Regions from separate parts of the Capsicum annuum genome. Here region 1 is linked to region 2. Evidence: chromatin contacts called from public Hi-C data. All regions are on one chromosome and are shown on one strand. The core of a region is the stretch at or near the end of the contact, and the rest is flanking DNA. Distances in the headings are between cores, read along the strand shown.

Region 1 (7,052 bases), core at 3,562-6,061, 34 kb after region 2:
ACATGTTGGAAGTGATTTGTTTTGTGTGGCTAGTTACAAGAAAGGCATGCTTGACACAAGACAACCTTCAGAAAAGAGGTTCTCAGCTCTGTAACAGGTTTGCATATTTGTGGAACAAATTCAGATGGTTTAATTGTTCTGTCCCATTGTTTCACAACTTTGGACTTATTTCTCAATATGATGGGTTTACAATGGACAATGCCTGAAGACACAATTGATTTGATGAGAAGCTGGTATAGAAGGGACTTGTCAAAAGAACAACATAAATGGCGGAGAACTATCCCATCTACCATGTGCTGGACTGTTTGGAAAGAGAGAAATACAAGAAGCTTTGAAGATATGGCTAGCTCTATTTTTTTTGAAAGGAAAAAAACAAAGAACTGTATACTTTTGTTTTCTTTTTGGTGTAAAGAGGTTTGATTAACGATGCAAAATCTCTGTTGCGCACATTTGAATCCATGCTGATTTGATGTAAAGCTGGAGCTTTTTGTAAATATTCAAGCACAATTCGTATTGCATTTATATGACGTACCTTTTTCTCAGTTTTTTTTAAAAAGCAACTAGACAAACTAGAGGAATGAAAGCATTTGCACTACGAAGCAAGGGGAAAGAGAATTATGGCACAATGGGCAATGGCATAATTTAATTCTTACTTCATCAATAATATCGGGAGCGTCAAAGGCACATTCCCCCTCTTCTAAGTAAACATCTTTTAAACGCAAGAACTCCACATATGCTTCCTCCTAAAAAGACAAAGACAGATCATAGTTAATACGTAGGTTGGGAGTAACCCTGGTAGACAATATATTCAAACAGCCTCCAAGAAGTTTGATACACTATAGAAGTGCAAGACCTGACCTTTGGTAATAGAAAAACAACAGCACTTCCTTGTCGACCCAGCCTAGCTGTTCGGCCTACTCTATGTATAAACATTTTATCATCCTGAGGGGGGTCGTACTGCACAAGAAACAAATAAAAGAAAATACATCCATGTAAGTTCCAACTGTCTGTTATCATGCTCATAATCACATGCACGACTAACTATTGAACAACATTTTATTAGGGGAGTGGTGGTTCATATTTTTTCCACAAACCTCCATCTGTAAACCTGTTAATGAAGAATTCAGTGCCTTTGGTGTGGTTACCGGGTGTGCATAGAAGGCCCAAAAGCATTTATGGTTGGCATTTCAAAAACAGGTGAAATATATTTCCTGAATTATTTTTAGATTTTGCAAAAACTGAAAAACTTTTTCTCTGGTGTTTGACCAAATCAAATTTTCAGAAAAATTGAAGAGTTTCTTGAAATGATTTTGCAACACTTCATGAAAACAAATGCCAACTAGATCGTTCCTAAACATAATACATATTCTCTAAATGCTGTCGTGTGACTCATATATAAACCATGTAACTTTTTTTATAATGATATCATGTTATTGAATAGGGGAAGGCAACAGTCAACAACGTGTAATACTAACTTGACTACAAGGGAGTTAAGTAACCTTTATCTCACAAAAAGAAAAAAAAATGACTACTAGGGAGTTTCTAGATCTGCTGCACACATTCTCAGTTCTTTAAGTTCGGGTGGTGGAGTGATAAAGTAAGAAGCCCTTCCCATCTCTCCAACCCCCCAAAACCAACCAAGAAAAAGGGGAAAGAAACAAGATAATGAGTTCATTAGCCAAAAATATTATGCCCACAAGAAAGTACCTGTATAATATAATCAACACCTGCAATATCAAGGCCACGTGCTGCTACATCTGTGCATAAAAGAATACCACTGGAAAGAGCAGTAAACGATGCTAGTGCTTTCTCCCTTGCACTCTACAAAAGTTTTAAGACAGTAAATTTCTTGAGCTGCTAGAACACGTTCATAAAATGATAGACCTTCATTAAGAATTTCATAAGATAAAAGGCCTTTATATTTAAAATGTCGACAAATGTACCTGCTTCATCTTTCCATGAAGAGAGATTAACAAAAAACTTTTCAGACAAGAGAGACGTGGAAGAACAGTTCCCCAATAATCAACACAAGCACAAGTCATGAAATAGCTGCAAAAGTAAAAATTATCAAGTACCGAACAGGCGAACACCAAAATAATCTCCTACCAGCTATGCATATAAAATTAATATCTATATACAATTCGGGAATCCGGGAAAGTTAGCTCACATTATAATTTTCTTTGACTTGTTCTTCATTATGAGATGTACAAGCTGCGATGATTTCTTGTCCGCTTCGCATTCAAGATACTGTCAAATTGAAGAAATTCTAGAATATGGTAACATGCACCTAGACATAAATAATCTTCATTTGGAATAAACGAACACTCTGGAACAGTGGGAAATACCTCAATATGAAGTCCAGAAGGTGTTTTTGACGAGGTCAAATTTACTGACGCAGAACCACTCAACTGTTTTGCTTCTGCCCGAACTTCAACCCTGACAGGATTTCTTAATCCTGCCTTTGATAGTTCTTCAACAGCCTCAGTTTGAGTAGCAGAGAAGAGACCCGTTCTACGAAGCTTAGGTAAATGAGAAATGATTGAATTTATCTGCTTCTCGAATCCCATGCCTAATAGCCTATCAGCCTCATCTAATATCAGGATCTGTACAAGTGATATGGTGGTTGCTGAGTGGCTAATTAAGATGCAGTATGTCATATCAATACAAAATACCGAACACCATGGACAAAAGAAAGGTTGGGGAAAGGGGGAGGACTCAACACACAGTGTTCCATTTATTGACAGCCAATAGACTTGCTTGTACGAACAAGTAGAAAGTCAGAGACTAAACAAAGTTTTAGAAGATGCAGGAAATCAGAGACCACTTAGGTCAGAATGTGATTATAGGCAATCATGTACAAACTTATGATGTAAAATGGTGATAAAACTTAACTCCATTTGGTAAGGCTGAACTTAGCATTACTCTAGCGCACAAATGGAAAGCTTTACATAAATTTAGCACAAAAGTATGTAGTTAAATTGTTTTAACATAGGGCATCTGGCACTTTTATTTTCTTTTTTAAAGTATCATAAGAAAAAAATAAATTATCATCTTTCAAGATAAAAGAATTGATACTTCTAAATTCCCAAGCAAACTTTATCTTTAAGAGTAAACAAATGGTTAGCAGCTAAACATATACAGCAGAACCCCAGCAAACGAATTTGATACTCCTTAAATTCCCAAGCAAACTTCATCTTTTGAAGTAAGCAAATAGTTAACAGCTTAAAAATCACTGTAGCACTTGAGCACAAAGCTCTTTGTTTTCAACTGAATGAGGCATGAAAGTTTGAAACCTCAAGATCCCGAAAGTCCAGTATATCCATGCGCTCCATTATGTCATATAGCCTCCCAGGCGTACCGATCAACAAATTTGCTCCTTCCTCCTCTATCTTTCTGATATCTGCCTTTACTTCTACTCCCCCAACAAGGAGCATAGGCCTAACATTTGCTAAGGTGGAAATGAACGGTTGAGCAACGTGAAATATTTGTGATGACAACTCCCTGGTGGGTGATATAATTATACCCATTACCTGCAAGGGCACCAAAGAGACGGACGGCTAAACACAAGAAGAAAACAACATAGAATTAAAGGAAGAAACAGAAAGGATAACAAAAGCATATCACAAGATCGTTATTGGCTGTCAAATGGGTCTATTTAAATAAAACATCATGCCATAAGCATGGAAGATTCATTTTTATAAAGTATAACACGTGCATCACAGATTAGTTTGTGCCTTTTCTTTGAAACGTAACACCCTTCAACGAGATTGGACGGTTTTATTTATCTGTTACAACAAGTTCTAGGGTTGAAGCCTGAAGGCAACTTGTCCTCCATTCTGTACCGTTCCTCATGTTACCTTGATTTATTTACATTAAAAAAGGAGGCAGATATAAATGTGGCAGTACTATCTTACTATAGCTGAAGCAAGACACTGTCAAATGATAACCAGACAACAATAGACTTATCATAGAGCGACCTCCAGTTATACTAATCTTGTAGCACCACCCAACTGGCAACTTCTACTGAATCAAGTTTAGGTATATTCTAAGACAGGAACACCCTAAACAATCCAACTAGCTGATATCTGTTGAAGTGTGTGACCGTCTAATCTAAAAGATAAAGCTTTTGCAGAGACTAAAGCTTTATAATTTTACTGTATTTTCAAAACGCCCCCAACTTGTAACTTATTTTTGATAAAATATGTGACGATTTCATCTAAAACCTTAAGCTTAATCTGCACGTATACTTTGCATAAAAAAGTCTAGTAAAGAGGAAGGAAAGGCATCATTACCTTGTGAGGTTTAAGATTCGAGGTGGAGCGACGGAGAATCTCAACTAGAGGTAAGACAAAGGCTAGGGTTTTACCAGAGCCAGTGGCGGCGTCGACAGTGACATCCTTGTAGCTACAGAGTAAAGGTATGGTGGCAGCTTGAACTGGAGTACAGAACTCGAAGCCGGAATTGGTTAGGGCTTCCAAAACTGGGGCGGAGAGCGGTGGTTCGAGGTCGGAGAAACGAGTATTCGTTAAGGCTTTGTTCTGATTCGCCGATGCCATGCCGCCGCTGTTGGTGGTTTTTCCGGTCCAACTGCCTAAGTAATGACAAGTACTTGCTAGCTAGAAATTAGACCGGTCGGGTCGAATAAAACCGCCTCTCACGAAAGTATTGTTCCGGTTCGGCCTTGGCCTGTACGCGGCTCTCTGGGAATGTAGGTTAATAGGGGGAAAAAACTTTACCACTCCCCATGTTTATTCAAATTAACTAATTTAGTCACTTGTTTCGTATAATTTTTTATCATTTAAAATTAGATAATTTTTTCACATAAATCTTGTGCTTCAGGTACTTTATTGGACCATCTATGACATTTCACTTTTCCTAGGTTTTCACGCTTTTAATGTATTATAGATATAAATATAGATTATAGATATAAATTAATGTATTTTAACATAGATAAGTGACTTAAAAGGAGTAAAATACATTTTGATTAAATATATTTAAGTAAAATAAATTTTACATTCAAACACATAATATATATATATATATATATTAACTTTATGTATATATTAAGTATGAGTAAATTTTTTCTGTAACGCTAATACTTTACAAAAATCATAGATAACATAGTTAATTTTACTGCTTTAACTTCTATTCATGTTGATAGATATCAAAATCGTTTATGAAAATTGTGCTCATGTTAATGAAATAGTATAGGGCACATGAATAGATTTTAAACTTATTCTTTACGTTTGTTTTTATTTGTCACTTTTTAACATGCACATTTATTAAGAAAATAATTATTGATATTTGTTTATTTTATCATACTACCTTTATTAATTGATGTTTAGAGTAATATATTTGAAAATGACTTGGAGAATAAACAATTAATGCTAAGAATAAAATAGAAAAAATTCTTTTATCTTTTATTGATATGTCAAAAGTGACAAGTAAAAATGAAAATTCAGTTAGAAAAACAGTGACGGATAAAAATGAACGAAGGGAGTATAAGTTTGTTTAGGAAACCGAACGGAGGGAGTATAAATTCAGGCATCCAAAAAATTATTAACTATAAGGGTACAATGAAATTCTTTTAATTAATTTTATCTTGATTTACTACGTGAAAAAATAAGTTAGGACGTGTTTATGGTAAGGTGACCAACTAAAATAATAAGGGGTACATCTTTCCTATTTTTTTGCAAGGGCTTATTTGATATTTGGATTAGCTAAACAGACAAAATTATCTCATGATATATATGGGATAATATATTTTGTCATTAGTTTATAGTTACTTAATACAAATTTATTTTGATAATAACAGTAAAATATCTAGTAAAATTTCACAAGTAATGTTTAAAAAAGGTAAAGAACACGCAGATTTTTATCACTAGCTCTGAAAGATAAAGAGACTGTTTTCAAGACCCTTGACTCAAGCATAGCTAAGATATTTATTTTGACACTTCTAAATTGAACACTTCAAATTCCTAATAAACTGTTCTAACTAGAACATTTTACTAGGTAACCAGAACATTAGTAGTTAGTAGGTTCTAACTAGATACTTTCATTTCAAATATTGAACAAGAAATGGGGTGTGTTTTCATTCATTTTAGTAGGTAATTAAGTTGACCATATAAAATATATATGTCATCTTTTTTAATTATACAATCAACCTCAAATAAAAAATGTATTTTATAACTTATTCAGGCAAAGACATAATTAAAGAAAGTTGCATGTTTATGTGGTAAATTTAACTATCTACTAGGCGAATGAAAACAGACGCAAAAGTTTGTTTAAAATTTAAATAGAATGTCTAATTGAAACACTTTATAGGAGTTGAGATATTCAATCAGAACATAACTTACTTGGAGTATTTAGATAAAATATCTTGACAAGTTTAAGGGTCTAGTGGTGTATTGGATTACTCCACCAGTGCAACATGAAATCACTGATGTCAAGTCGACTCCTATGCCGCTTATTAGCTATGATGCGCTACTTGATTCTCCTCTGTCTTGTATCGTGTCATGAGCACCGGGCTTATGGCAATTGATCAATTCAAGTAAAGCGCTTCATGATTACCTTATTCCAACTAGAGACATCAGATAGTTGTGAAGGCAATTTTGTTCTCCACGACTCCTTATTCCAATTACGAGTAGCTAGGTTCTTAGGACAAGCCATTTCTCATTCTTCATTCGAAACGATCGAACAAATATGCAATGTTACATATTGGCTTACTTTAGTATGCAATTTCAGTCCATATTTATAAAAAGAGTCCATTCAATCCATATTTAGTGAATTGGATCACTAATATTTTAAATGGGTACATATGGACTTCAACTCATTTTAAAAGCTCATACAAATATGGACAAAATAGGTAAAATATGGGTACTCATTTAAACATAGATCACTCAATTATGCTTAGAGTTTCAGTTTTTTTTTCTTTTCTAGTTTCTTTTCTTTTTCTTTTTTTCTTTCTTTTTTCCTTTAATTTTCTTTTTTTCTTTTTTTACTCATTCCTTATAATTTCTTTCTTTCTTTCTCAATTTTTCATCTATTTTTTA
Region 2 (6,138 bases), core at 2,759-5,258:
TCCTATTTTTGTGAGGAATTTTTTTTTGGTAATATAGTCAATATTTAATATTATTGAAATAATAGAAATAAGGTAAAAAGACTATTTTATGTAAAGCGAAATCTTTTAACGAAGGGCAAAAAGTTCAAATCACTTTTCTAAAGGTCTTCACACTTTTAATATACTATAGATTATAGATATAGATTATAGATATAATAGATACTTAAGAATACACACACAAAGAAAATACAAAGCGAGAATAAGAAATTCTAATAGAAACATTTTATGTTGTATTCGAATACTCAGCCGGAATATGTCAGCAACACAACAATGTATCCAGTAAAATTCTATAAATGAGGTCTAAAGAGGGTAAAGTATATGCAGATCTCACCATTGCCACAGAAAGGTAGGGAGACTGTTTTCGAAAAATCCTCGACTCAACAAAAATTTAAAATCTATCAATATATAAAATTAATATTTTTCTCCTGCGTCGCCATTCGCCATTTGTAACATTTGATCGTGATGTGCATATATGCTAAATTAATAATCATATCTCCATCATAAAAAAAATCATAGTGTGCAAATGTGTGAGAACTAATAAATTCAAGAAAGAAGTATCAATTACCCCTAAATTTGTCACGTTTTATTCATGGTACACCTGAACTTTGACTAGTCCTAAGTAATCCCTCCCCCACCCCCCTCACATACCGAATTGTTCTTTTACTACATCGAGTGACTCTTTTTTGTTGATGTGGCAAAATGTTTGATTGCACACTCCATCACGCGCATGATGGGGTTATTTTTTGGCCAAATCAGAATTTTTAAAGGTAAAAAAAAAAAAAATTCATTTTTTTAAAATTTTTTCAAAAAATTCAATTATCCTTCTTCCTCCATCACTTCCAATCTAAACAAAAAAAAAAAAATCATTCTATTGCTTTTACTTTATCTACTTATTTCTAACTCCATGAATTATAATAGGAGACTTGTTTGTGCATGTAGGTCTCCTCTAATTGTGAGAATTTCATGATCGGATGACAATTTCAAACGTAGATTCCTCGATTGTACGCATTATGGTGTATGCAGTTATATTGGTTATCGATTTTTAGTCACTAACGATTTGATTTTTGATTTAACCAATAAAAAAATATTCATTGAAAAAGTACTAACTAACATGAAAAGAAATCGAATCTTAGTTGCAACCAAAATCCTACTTATATATTTACATATACTAGTTTAGGTGTACGCGCTTTGAGCGTGTACCTCACTTTAATGAGTTCAAACATTATATTAAATAGGATATTTGTTTAATATCTTTTGAGTATGTAAAGATGGAGAATTTATTTATTAAACCTAATGTTTACCAAAAATATTTTTAGAAGTCGATCGACATTCATCTACCATCTGTAAATTGCAATAAAATAATACAATGATAGAGACATCAAAATAATACAATTAAATCTAATCTTTACACACAAAAAATTTCTCAAAAAAATCGTCCGACACTCATCTACCACCTGTAAACAATAACAAAATAATACGGTAATAGAGGAATTAAAATAATATAACTAAACCTACCTTTTACATAAAAAAATTTCTCAAAGTCGACCAACATTTATCTATCACTTGTGAATTACAACAAAATAATACAATAAACGTGATATTAAAATAATATAATTAAACTTAAATTTTACGCACAAAATTATTTTCAAGCCGGTCGAGATTCATCTACGAAGTGTAAACTACCACAAAATAATAAACTAATAGAGATATTATGATAACACGATTAAACCTAACCTGTACCTAAACAAAATTTCAAAGCTGACCCATATTTATCTAGCATATGTAAATTAAAATAAAACAATAAGATAATAAAGATATTAAAAAAATATAATTAAACCTAATCTTTACACAAAAAATTCTTCAAAGCCAACCGCCATTCATCTACGACCTGTAAATTATAAAAAAAATATAATAGTGATCATAAAGCTTCGATTGTGATCCAACTAATTATTGTCCGAGCGAAAATTTTGACCCTAAAAATGATTTTGAATGAAAACAAAGAAGATATATAGATATACACACATGTTAAATTCTATTATGCTGACAAAAACAATGAAGAGGTTAAGAGTTAGAATATCAAGCATCCATTATCTAGACATACAATCGAATCAAGTTAGATGAGCATCAATCATATTCTCCTAATAGGCAAATCGGTTTGTTCTCTAGTTTAACGTACATCTCAATATTAATAGAAGTATTTCCTTAATGGGGTCCTATTTTAGGAGTATTTTTCTAATTGAACAGTAGAAAGGAAAAAAATACTAATAAATTGTCCTACCATATATTTTAGGTATTTCTCTAATAAAGTCCTATTTTAGGAGTATTTTTCTAATTGAACAGTAGAAAAAAAAATATTAATTAAGTCTCCTACCATATATTTTAGGAGTATCATATATTTTAGGAAGTTTAGTAGAAAGAAAAATACTAATTAATTCTCCTACCATATATTTTAGGAGATCCATATATTTTAGGAAGTCTGGTTAATATAATAAAAAATAATTAAATAATAAATTAAAAAAATAGTGAAAAGACAATGGGTAAAAAGTTCAAATCACTTTTCTAAGGATCTTCACACTTGTAATATATTATAGATATAGATATAAATTATAGATTACATATACATACATACATACATACATATATATATATATATATATATATATATATATATATATATATATGGGGGTGTAAAATAATAATTTAGCATAAAGTTATCAATAAAAAATCAAAATCGAATCAATAATCCAATAATTATTTTTATAAAATTATTAAAAAAAGTTAATCCAATAACATTTTTATCGGTTTGATCTTTGTACACCCCTAACTTAAATTATAATTTTTTACTCCATTAATTATAATTAATGAAACATATTTGTTCATGTAAGTCTCCTCAAAATCCTAATCGAAAACTAATATGAAACACTAATCGAAAAAAATAATTTCATATTTTTAATACACACATAAAAATATATTTTTTTCAGATAATAACTTACTTGATTGACGAAAATTCAACCTTTCACTACTTTGGAGTAGAGGATGTCACACCCTTTTTTCAACCAAAAGATCATATTTTAAGTTTGAAAGGGTTTTTATTATCAAAGTGACAAAAGATGAAAATTTATTTCGAAAAAGAATTATTTACATTTTTTATTCAGAGTCGCCACTTGGCATAATCCGGTGTGCCAAGTCACCTTTGAAAAATCCTTTTCAAAATGATTTGACTCTTTAAAACTGGTTTGCGAACAGAGATTCCGACTAAGGAATTCTGTTGACCGAGGGGAAGGTGTTGGGCACCCCTCGGTCCCGTGGTTCGGCCACGGTCTCTTGGTAGAGCATATCGGCTATTTTGGCACTACGAATGTATAGATCACACAGCAGAACATAAACAAGCAACAAACACATCAAACAACAATCCAAAACCAAAATAATAATATTCAGTCCAATTATACAATCCAATAAAAAGATGCTGAAAAGTAAACCTACACTAATCCTAAACTACACTCCAGTGTTTTACCCAATGCCCCGGGCTTTCATTGCGAACGTCCTTCGAGTACAAGATACCTCGGGGCATTCTCCGGTTAAGAAGTATATAAGACCTCGGGGCATTCCCCGGTACAATGAATACATTTTTCTCAAATTTGTGCGTTAAAATGGAAAGAATCATTCAACAAATATTCACACATTCAACAACAAATCACCATCTTTCATTTCTACAATTTGCCTATCCGACTTAGTATTTGCCTACCCCGCTCGACCTATCATGATACTATCACAATCAACGACATCAATGAATCAAAACAACAATATTCACTTTAATCAACTTTCAATCCCCGTCCCAGTTAACTAATCTTAATTCTTAATGAGATATTATTTCATCACACAACCCATAATCAATCCATAATCAAGGAAATCAAATACCGAATCAAGACAACCAACAATTCACATCATCAGAGATCAACCACTGGTGTGTGTGCTCTCTTCCCTCTTCTTCATCTGCGAGTCTTGTGAAGAAGAAGAAGAAGCCGTGTGGAGAAGAAGAGGAAGCCGAGACCCTCCCTTTTTTCTTCAATCGCGACTGTTAGCTCCCTTGTCTGTGTAAAAATCAATGTGGAGAAGAAGATGATGGTCAGTGGAATTTGTGTATCCGTCTATGTGCGTATTTGTGAGATTTCCAGTGGAGAAGTTGAACCCCTGGGAATTGTATATGTGCCCCCTTTCTTTGTGGAAAAGAAATGTGTGTGTGTGGGGAGGGGGTTAAAGGGTAAGGGTAGGGGTATCGGGTGGGGTAGGGAGTTAGGATGAGATGTAAAGTTGGTTAGGATAGGATTAAAACAAGATGGATTTTGTTAGGGATTATGTTAAGGGTTGTTATTTTTTGTATTTTTGTGGGGTATAATCACATGGATGAGGGTGTGTGGTAATGTGAGTTAAAAATGAATAAAATTGGATTTGGAAGGGACAAAATTAGGTGTCTAAAGAGGAAAATTAAAAAATATTATTTTTTTAGAGATAAATCGATTAATTAAGGGTAGAAGTGGGTTATTTTTAATATAGGATCAATATAAGGGAAGTGAATGGTATTTATCCACGTGGACAACCACGTAGGTATTTTTTTCCACGTGTACGCGCGTGTTTTACACGCTTTGGTCCTTCAAATGAAAGGGTCACGCGACATACTAAAAGAATAAGTTCAGAGGTACTAAAGACTAGTCAAAGTTCAGATATACTATGAATAAAACCCGACAAGTTCAGAGGAGTAATTGATATTTCTACATAGTGAAGGAAATAATCTAAGTTAACTTTGAAAAGAGAGAAACCTCTTCGAAGCCAAAATATCATGCTATTATAAGTGAGACATCTATTGCGACAGCTAGAACATTTTGGTTTAATACTAATTTATATGCAGATTAATTTGAGAGAGCCTTGTGCTAATTTCTATTTATTATCTACTTCACAAATATTTTCATTATCAGCAAAGCATTTCAATATATTAATGGGACTAATTTTCACTTAAAAGTAAAAGTGAGTCTTAATTCAAGGTACGAGTCCATTATTTGTATTCCAAAAGTGAGTCTTAATTCAAGGTACGAGTCCATTATTTGGATCCCAATCATGAAGAAAGCCATCGTGCCCCAATTTTCCTTTTTATAAATGAAATTGGTATCAATAATACTCCAATATAAATTCACACGTGTTGTTGATGTAACTTGGCTTAAATATTGTTTTTCAGTTTTCACATAAGTTTAAGCAGATTCTTTCTTTTGCTTCCACCAGACATATCTTATATGATTAACTGGCAGTGTGCCCACCACTATACACCGGCGATTATTAAATTATTTTTTTATTTTAATTGGTTTGTATTCTTTTGTTTTTTGTCCGTCTGAAAAAGATGTCTACTGATTTTACGATAATGGCCATTTGTTTAAGCTGTCCTTGGCATATGCTGATTGAGTTACACTAATACCAAACCCAATTCTATTCTTTTGAATTTAGGGGAGAAAAATAGTAATCACTTGTTATATTAAATATATTAAAATATTTTTTAATCTTTTAATTTTAAACACGTCGCGTAAAATTAAAATTACCTTATTTTTAAATGAATTTTAAAAAGTACTATGTTATTTATTTTTGAAAGGAGAGCAGCAAAAGAACAATGTGAACAGAAGAAAGGTCGTTATCGTCAACGAAATGTCAACAGTACTTGCTTATAGTAGTGGCAATAAATAATGGAGAGATAAAGCAATGGCTCCATATGTAAATTTCTCTAAATCCGGTGGCCATTACAAACCATTCAGCTATATATACATCAGTAGGGTACCATCTCATTTCATTTCACTCCTCATCTCAGTCCTTACAAGCAAAGCAAAGCAAAGAAATCAGTTAATTAACGCCACCACAACTGCAATCGGAGGATTTGAAAGATGGCCGGAGTAAACAAAGAGATGATGATGATGAGGATGAATGGAGGAAACATGTTAAGAAGGGAGGAATATGGAAGACCAATTCCAAAAAGAGGACAAGTTAAAGTCACCATAGTGTTGGGATTAGCTCAATTAGTCTCTTCTATTTTCTCTAATCGACGATAGAAATTAGTTAAAG

What was found. Hi-C and Micro-C count contacts between places; a contact is called where the count stands out from the background.
Region 1: a contact with region 2 is called in a Hi-C map of leaf, with 1.6 times the contacts expected there. The contact joins the promoter of LOC107859436 here to the enhancer-like site in region 2. A contact is called at or near these places in 2 of 5 Hi-C or Micro-C datasets (leaf and pericarp).

What each region holds. Positions count from the first base shown.
Region 1 is chr2:130,513,323-130,520,374 of UCD10Xv1.1, forward strand. LOC107859436 (DEAD-box ATP-dependent RNA helicase 18) reads right to left here and starts at 4,812. Exons shown (of 11, transcript XM_016704454.2): 1 at 4,293-4,812; 2 at 3,294-3,530; 3 at 2,346-2,603; 4 at 2,168-2,247; 5 at 1,944-2,049; 6 at 1,708-1,821; 7 at 859-957; 8 at 654-743. The coding sequence starts at 4,556.
Region 2 is chr2:130,479,738-130,485,875 of UCD10Xv1.1, forward strand. No RefSeq gene overlaps it. Among protein-coding and RNA genes, the nearest start is that of LOC124896016, 9.1 kb to the left of the region's middle. Within about 2 kb of position 4,009, at least 4 of the 5 cell types and tissues checked have an H3K27ac peak or open chromatin away from gene starts, as enhancers often do. A contact at or near this core is called in leaf, where this site is marked.